Regions from separate parts of the Mus musculus genome. Here region 2 is linked to region 1. A link is a contact called in public HiChIP or PLAC-seq data. All regions are on one chromosome and are shown on one strand. The core of a region is the stretch at or near the end of the contact, and the rest is flanking DNA. Distances in the headings are between cores, read along the strand shown. Region 1 has its middle 120 kb from the start of Gm32305. Region 2 has its middle 7.6 kb from the start of Gm32351.

Region 1 (7,383 bases), core at 3,543-6,042:
ATTGCTATGATGAAATATCCAGCAGAAGCAACTTCCAGCGAGCAAGGGTTTGCTTCGACTCGTGGCTCAAGACGACTATCACGGTGGTGAAGGCACGGTGGTCAGGGCCTGCAGGATGGTTTGTGTCTCACATCTCAGCTGCCCAGGTAGCTGAGCCTGCATAGGACCCTCCAGCCTGTGTCTACCAGAGAGGACCTGTAGCTTGATTTTCTATTGCTGTGAAGAGTCACCATGACCAAGACAACCTAGAAAAGAAACCACTGAACTGGGGGCTTGCTTACAGTAAGGCCACGGCCATTGTGGTGGGGAGCACGGAAGCAGGCAGGCAGTCATGGCGCTGAGCAGTAGCTGAGAGCTCACATCTGATACAAAAGTTGGAGGTAGAGAGAGCCAGAGACTTGGCCTGGTGTGGTCTCTCATCCCAGCCCCAGGACATAGCTTCCCCAACAAGGCTACACCTCCTAATCCTTCTCAAAACAGCCTACCAACTAAGGACCAAGCATTCAAATACAAGAACCTATGGGGGCCATTTGTGTTCAAACCATCACATCCATGTCCCAAAAGTTTCTACAACTTCTTAAAGTAGGGGCCATTAACTGGAGACCAAGTATCGAAAACTATGAATCTGGCAGGAACATCTCACTTCCAGCCCACAACCCACTGTTGCTTCTGTTCCAATCTGAGGCCCCCCAAAGATGAAACAGCACAGAATCAGACCGAAGGAGCCCACCTCATAGGTGATCTGAGGGCCTGTGTATATTCTGACTTACAGTTCCAACCCTGGAACACACAGAGCATTAGCTAAGAATGTGGGCATTTTAGCAATGGGTTATGAGAATCATCCAGAATCGAGCCCAATAAAGAGGCCCAATATTTATGACACTTTAAAGCCTCGCCCATTACTGCGCAGAGCTCCCCTCGATTGCTTGACTGCAATCCGTTCCACTGTCTCCGTGGGATTTTATACATCTGAGTTAAAAAATAATGCGGCCTGCAAGTAGAAAGTTAAAGACCATGGCGGGGCCCATTAGAATAACATTACGCGACTTTATTCCCTGCACTTAGTTTGTCAATTGCTAATTATTTCTTTTTTCCTATGCAACAAAATAGAAGCCATAAAAATCTCTGATTTAATGAAAACTTCTTTACCAAATAGGTCCTCCAACTCTGCTGAGGTAATTTATCTACCTCAGTAGGCGATGACCTTTTGTGAGTCAGGAGTCATTCTTCACTCCTAATGAGGTGAACCCCGATGCCAACCCACCTCTGCACAGCCCCTCCCGGACCCCCACCCCTGACCCCCACCTCCTCCCACTGCAGCAGGCAGGGCTGCTCCTGTACCTGGCCTGTCACCTTCTCCAAGGCTGTACCTAGGTCCCCACAGTAAACCCACCTGGGAAGGAATCTACTCCCTTCCCCTGAGCTCTGTTCTTGTCTAAATGGCCCTGAGGAAAATGGAGTTGCAGGTGGAAGATGCTAACAGAAGTTTCATTATGGTCTGGGAAGAACACATTTCCTGGTGATTTGACAGACAGGTCTCAGTTATTGGAAAAGTTGGCAGGTTCTCTGACCATTGTTTTGGGCTCCCCATCTTAGCAGTTAGAGCGGCAGCCTCTAGGAGCCATGCTGTGGGTCCGTGGTCTCCAGGGAATTCTGAGGGAAGAGTCAACTGCGTAGTTGTGAACTGTGATGTATAATACTGACTGTCTACTTTAACCTGAATTATGACTTATAGTGTATTACTAATTACATACATGGCTCACTAGTTATGCTTGAATATTTATGGCTGTTCGGTACCAACATATTAGCTGCATACAAAATATATCTGAGAAGTGTAAGATAAACAATAAAAGGACTAGTGCTTTCAATATTTTCTTCCTTCTCACATGCGGAATTCTTATATATTTTCCTGATTTCTGGGGCTTCAGAGGGAAAAATACCATGTTCTTATTTTGGTCCAGTGGTGGTCCCCACAAAGGCCAGAAAGAATGGGAATAGAGTTTGAGGCTATGTGGCCTTCCACTGGGCTCTTTCCAGCGTATGGCTAGGGGTGGAGACTGGGAACTGCTTGAAGAACAAGGTGTCTTCTCTCACTTCATCTCAGCCTTGCAATGTTTTTTCCATGCTGCAAATGGATAGCTATAAAATTCCTTCCAGAATGTTCTATGATTCCACTTTCAAAATATGTGGCCATGATGGGATGGTCAAGCTATAGGTCTACCCGGTGTAGGTCTGGATTGAAGGCATGTGACTGTGACTTGTATCTGCACCTCTGGGGACAGCCTGTGACTTCCATACAGGCCCCACATAGGGGAGAGCCTGTCCTTTCCCATCAAATGTCAGAAAGAAACTGGAGGTGGTGTTCCATGCTGCCTTACCCAGAGGAACATTCCACGGAAGTGCCAGGCAAGATGCTTGCAAAGGTAGGCAGACATGATGGAAGGCCACAGAGCAGCACCAGGCAGACACGTGCCCGTCTGACTTCTTCCTCCATCATGCCTGCACAGCATAAGACAGAGTGGGAAACAGAACAAATTCAACCTCTGAATGCTTACTCAAGTTATCTTAGTGTATACATTCCTGCTAATTAAATGGCACTGTCTTTAAATGAGTTTGAGTTCATGTAGCCAATAAAGAGGCCCAATATAGATAACCTTATAGATAAAACTACAATTTTTATTCAGGCAGTAGAAAAAAAAACCAATTCTTTCTAACAGGGTATTTCCTCATAGACCTTGATAGTCCCAGTGAAATTCAAGTAAGAGTCAGAGGAAGGGTTGTGTGGGGCTTTCAAAGTGGTGTATTTAGTGAATGAAATCCCTGGATGACTTTCTGCTTTGGAAACCAGCAAGCCATCAAGAACACTAAGTTCTGGAGGGGTTCCTTTTAGGGAAATCATCTTCTGAAGAAAGTAGAGAATCAGCTTGTTCGGAGGTCAATGAATCCGTTTCTATTTGTATATCTGCTTGAGGCTGGTAACTGGGACTCACCAAGGGAAGGCACTGCAGTTGAGCCACTCATTGTCAGCAGAGGGATGTCTGTCTTAAATCTGTCAGGATGGGCCTGTGGCCACTTCTGCAAAAAACCCTTGGGGACAAAATTTATTGTTGTACCTCAATAGCTTTCTGTTCACCTCCAAACCAGGGGCCCCAGGTCATGCTAACGACTGCAGAGAGACAAAAACACTCTATATTTTATTAAACAGGCCCCCTTAATAATTAATCAAATGTGAAATTTGTTTCCAATCAGCAGCACTAACTCTAAAGTGTTGGTTCCCCTTCTTCCCCCCCCCCTTTTCCTTTTAAATACCCTCTGTGGATTCCTCCTGCTGCAAAGCAACGGAGTAGAAAAAGCCCGATTTATGACTTGACTTTTTAAACTATAATCACCCCTCTGGGCTTCTTATGGAGAAGGGATGGGGGATTCTGCCAGATAAACACGTAAGCATCTGTTCCCAGGTCCACTGCAGTGGGGTGGGGATTTGGATTGTGCATGAGACCACTGCATGCTGCACTGCATGCTGACCTTGCCATGGAGGCCATACATGGGCATGGCGCCTCTGACAACCCCAGTGCAACACACAATGCAAAGGAGCAAAGAGCTGAGTAAGATCACCTTTCTTCATCCCCACCTAGGCTAAGGAGGGGCCTGGTGGGACTGGGGCCTCACCCCAGGCCCATTTCAAAGCTGGTAACAGAGTTGCAGGATTGTTGACAGACCAGCTTCCAAGACAGTGGAATCTTGGGGAGTTCCAGCCCAAGGCACTGACAGATTAACACTAGGAAGAGGACACCGCTGACAGATTAATGTCAGAGAGGGGACACTGTAAGCCGCTCTGCTGACCTGTCATTACTGAAAGGTCAGAGAGAACGCAGGGTGGTTTAACAGCTGCTGTCGAGGCCATTCCACCTGAATGTGTAAGCTGCGCGGAGCTAGGCTGTGTGGGATGCGCGTGGAGGTGGGTTGTTGAAGAGTTTCTGGGGTGTAGGAAGGTAGGAGGGGCACACAGCTGAGAGTTCAAAGCCAGGTGACTGGGAAAGCCAAGCCGGGCAGCAGGGCCGGCCTGGGTATGCATGGAGGAGCAGTAACTGCTGGCGGCGTCGATATTCTCCCCCTGAGCACTAATTACATTATTAAGCAAACAGAGCAACACAGGTCTGAAGGATGGAAACATGCGCTCAGAATCCAGCCACTCTCCGCCTCGCTGTGAACAGCCGGGTCGTGTGAAGCAGGGCTCTTGCCAACCAAGTGAGCTACCTACCAGCCGCTTCCCTTCACTTGCTATACGCTTCAGAAGAGAAACTACTACTGTCTTCTAGGCAGGCCATGCCAGAGGCCTGCCTCCCCTCCCCCGCCCCCCCCCCCCCCCCCCCGATCCAGGAGACACTGCTTGGGCAGCAGTGGGAACCTTCCTGGTGGAGATTCAGGACTCACATGGGTTCACTCTCATTCAGGGAGACACATGGGTTTCAAAAGTGGCAACTTGCATTTTCTTGGCTGCAAAGAGCATGCATTTTGCTAATTAGACCTTTGCAAGACACTAGAACCCAAGCCTCCTTTGATCGTCCTAAATCCAGTCTAAAGAGGTGGGTGTAAACACGGGATTGGAAGAAACCAGCAACAACATGGAAAGGATTTGTCTGGGATGGGAATAAATCTGTTTTTTAAAAAGGGGGGTCTAAGAGTGGGGCTCGCAGAAGGAAATCTGCAGCAGGCTGAGCGGCCGGGTGAATGGCAGAGAGAATAGAGGCTATTTGAATTCTGATGCGGTCCTTACTTTCTTCCATTTCCATTAATGACATGCTCATCAAGGGCAAACAATGGGACCGGCTGCCGGCGCCTGTCACAGTGTGTGGGTGCTGGGATGCCAGGCTGTCATCCCAGGGCTGCATTTAGAGACCTGCACGCTAATAAGAAGTGCTCTGTGCCGTCAATGCAGACAGGTGCTTCCTCGGCTGGGCCATGCTCCATTCTCTTCCCCCCTGAAGCCTTCCTCCCCCAGACCCCCTGACAGACACCATGAAATGCACAAATTAACAGCCCCATCATGTTGGGCTGCCGCTGCCTGCGGTGAAAGCAGAAAATCAAGTTGTCACCCAGGGTGCATTGATAAAGCCACAGCCTCATTTCTCTGTTGGTGCCCTATAATAGCAAGTGCCAGACAGCTGGCGGGATGCGAGGCTTTAGATTAAGGCCTCCGGGCACTCTGGCCAGGGAATTAGTAGTTGCTGCTTCCATGTGGAAATTCTGGAACAAACATCTGGAGGGAGCAAAGTTTCCTGGAGCAGAAGCCTCCTTCACCCCTTGCAGACAGACAGGAGAGAGCCAGGTCGGGCATTTCCTTTCAAAACCAATAGCTAGCCCAACTCCCTAAGCTCCCAACTTTGAATCTGCTTAGAACTTTACTAAGCAGACTTGGAGTGGGTGATGGCAAAGAATCCAACGGTCCACACTGCTGCTCTTGAATGCAGAGACGTCCCAGGTCCTCGGGCTCCAGCAGGTCCAACCAGCAGGTCCTTCCCCCTGAGTTAAAGGACTTTCTAACATGAATTCTGGCACTGCCTGAGTCCACTACCTAAACCTTCCCTCCAACTCCAGACGGGTCTGCTCTGTGCTAGACATCTGAACAGATCTAAGCTACATCTCAGGAAACATCAGATTCCAACCACCTTGGCCTCCGGGCTCTTTAGCCACTGGCTCTTGGTATATGGTGACCTGTGCCAGCCCGGGTTGACATTTGTTCTGGTCAAGTGTGCAGAGGAAAGACATGGGGGCCTCAAGCCCTTCAGACTCCAAGGAGTTTAATGACATAATGGCCTGAGAACTTCAACATAAAACAGGAAGAGCTACTAAGGAAACTTACAGCATAAAACCCCCCTCCTGTCACTTTTATAGAATCAGTAAAACACTCTATTGAATTTATGAGTTACATAATGACTATGGAGACTGTACCTGGAATTAGAACCAACTCACAAGTCTCAACTATAAACCCTTCTCTATCTTTACCCCAACCCTCCAGCCTCCCTGGCCTCCCCCTCTAACTCAGGGGCACTTCCTTCTTCAAACTCAGGCCTGAGCTAGCTTCCATCTTGCTAGTAAATGCGGCCTTCTTCCAGCATGCCAAAGCTGACAGGACTCCAGGGGTAGGGCTGTTCCATTTTAGAGCTTCAGATGAATTCTGGAAAACAAACCTGTAAGTCTTTTCTTTGCATAAAGTCTGTCAAAGCGAGAGATCTCCAAGGACACACATAGGCTGTCTCATTATCTGTAACTCCGTGTGGTAATGACCTTTCCAAAATAAGAGTTTACCCAACGCTTACAAGTTTGTGAAGTGCATCTGCAGCCGGGTACACGGCAAGGGAGTGTGGGGTCTGGTCAAGTTTCTAATGAGCGGAGGAGGTGGGGTGCCCATCCGTCCACTAAGCACGGTGTTTTACTCTATTTTCTGTTTCCATCTCACTCCATAAGTCTCTCTGTTCCCCAAGGATCCCTCTGAAGGGATAATAAAATAAAATGGGTGAAACAAAGCCATAAGCCAGTTAAGTCTGAAAGACATGTCATCTCATCTAAAAGGAAGAAACGGGCCATTTCCATGCCTAAGGCTGACAGCAACGCCTGAGCTGGCAACAGTGCTATTCCACTTGATTTATAGAATAATGGGGTGACAAATGATGACAAAAATAAACTTTTACTGCACTGAACTGCTCCTTTATTTATGAAATTTGGCCAAGTAGTGAAATCTTTTATCTGCAAGTTGTAACATGGAGCGGGAACGAGCGATTATGTGTGGTGATAGTAACCCTGTGATGGAGCCTGAGCCCGCTGGAAATGGATTGGGGTAAAATAACTACTGCACCATGATAAATGTGAACAGCTCTTTGCTGACAGATGATCTAACAGGTGTTCATAACAACTATATAAGAGGATTTATTTATGACCAGCCACAGCCGCAGCTCTGTAAATCAACTCCAACAGCTGCACTCCACTGAAACCAGGTCCCTGATGGGGGAACGGAGCGGAAGCCCAGAGAACACAATTCACTCCAGAATCTTAATCATCAAATAACATTTTTTTTAGGTAATTACACCACCACATAGAAATCATGATTACTTTCAATTAGAAATCTGAGCTGTCCATAACTTTGTTTACAAAATATTGGTATTTAGGCTGGGTAGTCTTGATGAAGCCTGAGGCCCATGAAGACACTGGGGCCAAGGGAAGAGCACCGTGGGAGGGTGACGTGATTCTGTGTGAGGCCCTTCACACTAGCTTCTGGTTTTAAAAAGCTCAGAACTCAGACAGGCGCTGGAAGGATACTGGGTTTTTCAGCATCCTCTCCAGCAGCTCGCCCTCACCGCTGGCAGCACCGTCTCCTGGCAACCA
Region 2 (7,600 bases), core at 2,492-4,991, 130 kb before region 1:
AGACATTCTTAATCCTGAAGCATTCAGGTGTCCGAGGAAGCAGATAGCACAGCAAAGGGGAACAGAAGAGTCCCCACCCAGAAGGGCATGTTTGGAGAGAATGGTTATAGATCAAAGTCAAAAGCAATAGGAAGACTGGGGAGTCTAAGGAAACTTGAAGCTTAATGTCTTGGAAGGAAGAAATCTCTCTCTCTCTCTCTCTCTCTCTCTCTCTCTCTCTCTCTCTCTCTCTCTCTCAATGCTAAAAATGACAATCCCTCTAGCTACGTTGTAAATACGGACTGCCGTAGCTGAGAGTTTTTAGAAATGCGGACACACCCATCCCTGTAATAGGTGCACCTACGTGTGCAGACATATAGGTGCACATATATGTGCAAACGTCCGTCACTGTATCCTTAGCAGTAATTTCCATGTCATTTAAGGACCTGCACTTTCTCCTGTGTGAATTTTTCTGTCCTGTAAAGGAAATGAGTTCACTCAACTACACACTATCAGGCAGGCAGGTAATCAATCAGTGATCACACATATCAGTTCCAGCTGAGTTCCTGTCTATTGCTGAGATGGTTACAATAACCTCTAACTGTACCATGTCAGTAGAAAGGGCCTCTTAGGCGTCAGCACACCAAAGGTTCAGGCAAGGAGGATCAACTGTGCCACTGCCAACAGCAGCCTTCTTTTCCTTCCTCTTTTTTTGTAACGTGTCCTTGTCAGTGGTATTTTTTAAACACAGGCTCTATCCTGTACCATATTTTACTGCTAAAAGCATCTTTATTCTCCAGTTTCACTGATAAGAGGCAATTTTTAAAATGTCATGATGGGAAGTAATTTTTCAAGGTTCTCATGACGGGACATAAAATCAGATTTTAAAATATCCAAAATAAGGCCTGGCTCATCGAGATTGGGGCTTTAATTTGTGCTCTCAGACATCCGGGGAAAGCCCTTTCCCCACCAATATTGTTAAGGGGACGAAGGGAATGTTTTCATCTATTACAGACAATGTAACACCCTTATGTGCCCCCTCCCTGCTTTTCCAGCTAGCCTCTCTATCAAGGAATTTGAGCAAAGCTCGCTGGGGGCATCATTCGGTTAAGAAGTCTGCTTTCCAAAATATGGGAGTAGGTGCAAATAGTTTTACTCATGTCCCTGGGGGTCCTTTGTTCTGAGAGTCCCAGGCTATTGTATTATAGAAGGGGATCTCAGAGAACTGTGTTTTCTTCCTTAGGCACAGGGACAGCTACTAGTGACTGTCAGGTCAGCTTAACTACAGGAGGAACGACCCGAGGGAGGTCCTTCTCCTTCCCAGTAAGAAAGGGGAGAACCAACAGTCTGTTTTGATGTGGCTTTGAGAGTAGAAAGTCTCATTATCAAAGCCATGTTATTTGGGGTCGTATGTGTATTGAGGTAAGATTATAGATTTGGAAAATCAGGTACTCCAAATGTTTATCCCAATTTCCCACTCTAGGAAGTAGAAGAGAAGGCAGAACAGAAAGGATAATTCATTCTTCTCAGAAGCTGGGGAAGTCAAATGCCCTTTACTTTCTAAGTCTTACAACAACAACAACAGTGCCTATGTCATGCAGTGGCTGCCTGGTTAGAAGAGGCAACAAGAACATTTTAGCAAGTACCTGACACACTGTATGTTTTTATTTGATGTTTTGAGACAGAGTTTCTATACTCTGGCCTCAAATTCACTATGGCTAGAGGATGACCGGAAACTTCTGTGTGTGCCACCATGTAGCCCCCAACCTGGCAACAACCCAATGGCATAAGGGGCAGCTTAGCAGTCCACTGGTAGATTTGAGAACCAGCTTGCTTTCTTCATGCCTTCTGGAAATCAGCCCCAGGGCTTTGTGCATGGTTGCTCTGCACCTTACCCACTGAGCTGCATCCTCAGTCAACCTCCATACCATGTTCTTAAATAGGATAAGTTTGAGAATATATGCAAGCTCACAACAGCAAGTGAAAAATTAGCTTCTGAGCAGACATTCTAAAGTGTCAAGAGAACACAATTTGTAGAAAATGGCCTTTGGGTTACACAGGAAACGGAGGAGCCCCAGAAGATCATACCAGGAGTGGCTCTGGGGACACTAACGCCTGGTTGTTGGGAGAACTTGCCCAGGATCTTACTTTAGAAATGTGGGCAGAAGATGACATCCTGGCCTAGGGGGATGGTTGTCAGTTTATAGAGAATACAGGTACCAGTACCAGTAATGGGGAAAAAAGCAGAAATATTTAAAAATCTATTAATTTCTCCCATAATTTGGATAACAAGCTGCCAGAAATAAATATATGTGGTAAGTTTGTAAAGGCTCTTAAAAAAAAAAAAAGCCACGTATTTTCAATTGCAAAAGTGCTATATTTCTCAAAGTGTGGCTCATCTTGAGGTAAGATCATCAGTGTCCAGAAGATGTGTGCTGTCCCACCAAAAGGCAAAACCTGGGCCTTTAAGAAACAAGGAAGGCTCATTTTTCTCACAGAGCAGGTTTGTGTGAGGGATAGAACTTTGAGCTTCCTGGCAGTCAATGCAAAAAGGGGAAAAAGATGTGATCAGGTTCAAAGAAGGAAGCAAACCTTCTCCTTGCCTGAGTTTTAATTCTGAAGTGTAATTGTAACAAGGTTCCTCCAAGAAAAAGCCAAAAAAAGGAACCGAGGGCTTTTCATTGAACAGACAGAAGCCTGGTGGCCATTGTAAGCAGTCTCTAATAGGGAACTCTTATGTCAAAGGTGCTCAGCCCCACAGTGAATAAATAAGTAGGGTTTTTGTTTGTTTTTTTGGTGGTTTTTTTTTTTTTTTTTGGTGTAGACAAAGGCACCCACATTCTGCGTGATGTATGACTCCTCAAATCTAGAGAGAAATAAGCAATCTAGTCTCTTCCTGTTTTTATTTTAGTTAGTTTCTTCTTGTTCTGTTTTCGATTTGGAGGCGGGGAAGGGGCGGGTATCTCAAGTAGTTGGAAAGAACAGCCTCTAGAGACCCTGCCCCTGCCCCTGCCCCTGCCCCTGCCCCTGCCCCTGCCCCTGCCCCTGCCCCTGCCCCTGCCCCTGCCCCTGCCCCTGCCCCTGCCCCTGCCCCTGCCCCTGCCCCTGCCCCTGCCCCTGCCCCTGCCCCTGCCCCTGCCCCTGCCCCTGCCCCTGCCCCTGCCCGGGGGATGGCAGTTAGGCCCCAGCCTGCAGTATCTCTAGGTGACCAAAAAACCCTCCAGGACCTATCTACAATTGCTGCCCCTTAGCAGATCCTGGTTGCCTTTGAGGGGTGGGAACAGTTTCTCCGGTGGGGAACCGGTGCTGCTGGCGAAAGGGGGAGGGGGTATGCAGAACACAGGCTGGTAGCGCGGAAGGAGGCGCGGAGTAGCTTTGTCTTTACACCTCAGCCCCAGAGGCGAGGAGGGGCCGCGGGGCTGCACTTTCTGCAGCCTATGCGAGCAGCGTTTTGCCATGGAAATCTAATTTGACAGAATAGGTAAATAAAATCAACTGTCATCAGCTCCCACTTTATTTACGGGACAAGGTCAATGTTTTTTAAGTACCAACCTAAACAGCTTATTGGAAACGGATTGCAGGAGCACTCGATGAAGGGCGGTTCTAGAAGTTTTGATTTTTTTTTTTAAATAGCCAAATCCGATTATTATTTGCAAAAAAGCGTCCTCGGCGAGCCGAAGCCAATGCCTTAGTGAATAGCCCTGGCGGTCTGCACACCCGGCCGGCTGCTCTGGGGACCCAGCGCTCCCAGCGAAGCGGTCCCTTTCCTGCACCGCGCACGGCTGGGTGCGCACCTGGGCCCGCAGCACCCGGCTCGCGCTCGCCCCTACGGCTGCGTTGCTGCCGTCCTTTTGTTCTGTCGCCTCCTCTTTCCCCTTGGTTGTTGATTATTAGTATTTTCCTAGTTTTCCAAACTAATAAGTGCCACTATCAGGCAGTTGGAGGCTCTGGGAGGCTGCAGGCTTTGCCGTTCGGCCCTAATTGATATTGAACGAGCTGCTGGTAGACGGGAACAGGGCCGCTGCTGGATAATTTGCAGTTTAATCAGCGTTTGTAATGAGAGCGGCTGATTAGGGCTGTTGGAAATAAAAGAGAGTTACAAGGAACGTCTGTCAGAGTCCGGTGATAATTCAGGACTAATTGTGGTGATTAGCGCAAACTGGATGACTTTGGGCTTTGCTAATGCAAAGAGAAACGTGCAGACTCCAGCCAGAGACCCCTCGGAGAACAGTGCCCCGGCTGCGAGCAACTTTGCTGAGCCTTTTTCCTGCGCGGTCCCCAGCGACTCCCCCGGCTTCGGGGAGGTGCAGTGGCCGCCACCACGCGGAACTACAGGGCAGTGACCAGGCAACCCCGCCTGGGTCTGCAGCCTGCCCTAACAGGGTCCCACAGCGCCTTCCTCGGCCGGGTTAGGGCTAGGAACACGCCTCTGGTCACCCCCACCCCAACCCCGGGATCCCATCCGTACCCCTACCACCACCCTGACCGAGGCCATTTTGCTGCAGGGAAGCGAATCTTGTCCCCTCCCAGTCCCCGGCTCCTACAGTCATCCATCACCACACCTCCTCACCGGGAACACCCGAAAGGGCAGAGCTTTCTGGGTTCCCTCTCATCCCATCACCGCCTCTTTTCCTTCCCTCTCTCTTAGTTCTCCGGGCCCTCATCAGACAAAAGAAAGGTTCTGGACACCCGGGTTCCCTAAACTGTGGTCTCTGGTGGGTGTCACCCAGCCCGCACCACTCTGGGCAGATGCAGCCCGTTAAGTGAACTGAGAAGAGCAGAACAGGGCTTATAAACTGCCGGAGTTCTCATTATTGAGGAGTTTCATAACTCTTTAATTCATTTTTAATGATGGCAATAAACATGGTAGTCATTTTGGAACAATAGCTAAAAATCATAGGGCCATTACTGTCCATTAAAACACTGTTTACAGTTCAGCGGGGGTTCACGTGCCCTGTAGTCAATCATATTAGCCCAAGGAGAGATTTATAGGTTGGAAGAACGGGTCTCTTTCTATTCTTTATATAACACAACACTTACTGAGCAAATTGTTTTTTTTTTTTCCTAAATTCACTTGGTTTTTTAATCGTGGGAATGGGGATTAAATAAGGAGGTGTTGCTGGCACCTCATTTCTATTTGATCAATAGATCATCAAGTACTGTAAGTGCCTTATTCACTATCAAATTAAATGAAAAATACTTTAACCCGTGTCCCTAGTGTCAGCAGATAAAGCTAATAATATTTTCTGTTATGTTTCCATTTAAGCTCTTAGGGCTCGGGAGAAGCCAGGTCTTGTGCTGTTTTCTCTCTTACACAGACCCACATACCTACATACGCAGGGTGTTGTCCCCAGCGCAAGAGTGTTTATTGTTTCTGGGAACCTGAGCCTTCTAATTCACACCAACCATTTTCCCATCTTACATGGATACACCTTGGAGCTTCAGAAGGAGATGGCAAAGCTTTAGGCCTCAGGAGCCAGAGGAGCTGCCTACTGGGGGGGGGGGGCTTCTATGAGACCGTTTGCCCTTTTGCTTTGATACCAGTTCTTGGTACAATAATAAATCTAAACGATAGGCCCAAAAGGGACGAATCTCTGATTTCCTAGATTTTTTTTCTATCCTAGATTAGATGTTATCTAATATTTTGCACACAGTCCCTCCCTGCCTTTGCAGCAACTAGCTACCACCCCTCCCCCCACTGCAGATTTAGAACTCTGTAACTATATAGCCTGTATTTTATAGAATACAGAATCCAAACGGTGTGTTTAGACATGATACTTCCTTTATATCATTCCATGGATTTCACAAAAATCATTTCCGTCTGTGTATATATTCTGGAAAGGGATTTCTTTTCTTTCAATAGCTGGGGTAACGTTGCAGTGGCCTGTCCAAAAAAAAAAAAAAAAAAAAAAAAACAATCGAACGATACTTGCGAAGTTTAATTGCTAACTTAGCAGCTCGGTCACACCTCCCAACCCATTAGATGATGAAATCTCACCTGGTTAGCGGGTACAGTACTGTGGCCTCAATGGCGAATGCCTGATTATACAGCCAAGCTGCTAATTTACCAAAGCCCCCAGCCAGGGAGGCTTGGACGGCCACCACTCACTGTATTCATGCGGTAGCTAAGAGAAGGAACCGTATTCCCTGAGCCGCTTTCCAGCTACCCGCAGAATGAGAAATGTAAAATTAGTGGAGATGTGTGCATGAAGGGAGCCGAGCAATTAGTAAGGCGCGGGCGCCCGCTGGCCCAGAGGGGGTCGGGGAGGGCGAGTAGGGAAACCAGGGCTCGAGGGCAAAGGGCTTCCTTCTTCGCAGCCAGCTGTCTGCAGGCCAGGTCCGCGGTAAGGTCAGCGTGCACATCTCAGCCCCTGGTGAAGCCGCGCCCGGTTAGGAACAATGCCTCTTACCAACCCTTTGCAAAGCCAGTCTGTGGGCGACTGGATACCCACCCGGGCACACACACACACACACACACACACACACACACACACACACACACACACTCATCTGCTTCTCTCCAGCTTGGCCCTGCAAAATCTCCTTAAGCATCCAGTTGTAGGAAACTCGGCCTGTGGCAGCATCACTACCAACAAGCCTCAAGGACAACCGTGGGTTATAGAAGGAAACCACTCTGCTTAGTGCCCTATTTTATTGTCCTATCTCCCCCAGTCCCCCACTTCCTAGCTTCCAGATAGCCACTCTTCTCGATGGCTGCAGGCTTGGCTTCTGAGTGCAGAGCAGTCTTGCAATCTGGGTCTCCCTCAGCGGGTGGGGATGCGCATAAACTGGATATTTACAACAGGAGTGTGCGCATGCACCTCTCTCTGCGAGGGCAGGTGTCTATGTACAGAGATTCTGTTAGCTGCATTGTGGAATTACATACATTCGTGTAGGCTCTAAAGCCACTTTGCAGCCGATTGTCGCTCTGAGATTGGATGAGCCTGGCTAGGGAGACAGCCTTTCTTCAGGGCTACCTTGACTACCTCTTCCTTTCCCGCTCCAGGTAGCAAACCCAACCCTGTCCCCTTCACATCCATCCTTAAAACCAGCCAAACAGTTCACAAACCCTTATTTATTTGTTTGTCTGTGGTTATCGCCTATGTTATTAATTGCACCGAGGCCTTCCTTGCTCTTTGAGAGAGCAGCGGTATAAATTGGCTCTAATAAATATTAGCCGCTAGATTAGGCGAGGTGAAGTTGGCACCGCGCTCTATTTTCGACCTGTAGCCTCTGCGAAGCCGCCAGTTCTGCGCCAGATTAGCCCCATCCATCCAGTGTCAATGGTTGTCTTGTTGAGAAAATCAGTGAGTAAACAGGGCTGACAGAGAGGGGGCCCAGCTGATTACTCATACAAATAGACTGCAAACTCCTCCCGGAGAAGCTGTTTCCAGAGATGGGTTTCTCGCATTGACAAGGCTGCTTCTCCCAGGATCCTCTGTCCTGCTGTTCCCACTTTGTCCTCCATCAATCACACAATTGTGTCCGGGATGTTTTATAGAGTCACTTAATATCCCTGCCTTCATCTCTATTCACTTAGAGAATCATCTGCCATCAGGGCTAAAGGCTTTCTGCAGGACAGGACTGGCGACACACCCTGGCAACAATAGCTCTGGTGGAA

What was found. HiChIP or PLAC-seq counts read pairs in DNA pulled down with a chosen protein or histone mark.
Region 2: an H3K4me3 HiChIP or PLAC-seq map of embryonic basal ganglia shows a contact between it and region 1, with 2.2 times the contacts expected there. The contact joins two enhancer-like sites. A contact is called at or near these places in 1 of 39 promoter capture datasets (hippocampal neurons), 10 of 484 Hi-C or Micro-C datasets (Sertoli cells, arterial endothelial cells, cranial neural crest and 6 more), 14 of 115 datasets of contacts at active chromatin or transcription factors (astrocytes, differentiating embryonic stem cells, embryonic basal ganglia and 7 more) and 3 of 9 other capture datasets (embryonic stem cells, embryonic tail and embryonic trunk).

Annotation. Positions count from the first base shown.
Region 1 is chr13:94,573,535-94,580,917 of GRCm38.p6, reverse strand. No RefSeq gene overlaps it. Among named protein-coding and RNA genes, the nearest start is that of Gm32305, 120 kb to the left of the region's middle. Within about 2 kb of position 4,792, at least 38 of the 459 cell types and tissues checked have an H3K27ac peak or open chromatin away from gene starts, as enhancers often do. A contact at or near this core is called in embryonic basal ganglia, where this site is marked.
Region 2 is chr13:94,706,697-94,714,296 of GRCm38.p6, reverse strand. No RefSeq gene overlaps it. Among named protein-coding and RNA genes, the nearest start is that of Gm32351, 7.6 kb to the right of the region's middle. Within about 2 kb of position 3,741, at least 24 of the 459 cell types and tissues checked have an H3K27ac peak or open chromatin away from gene starts, as enhancers often do. A contact at or near this core is called in embryonic basal ganglia, where this site is marked.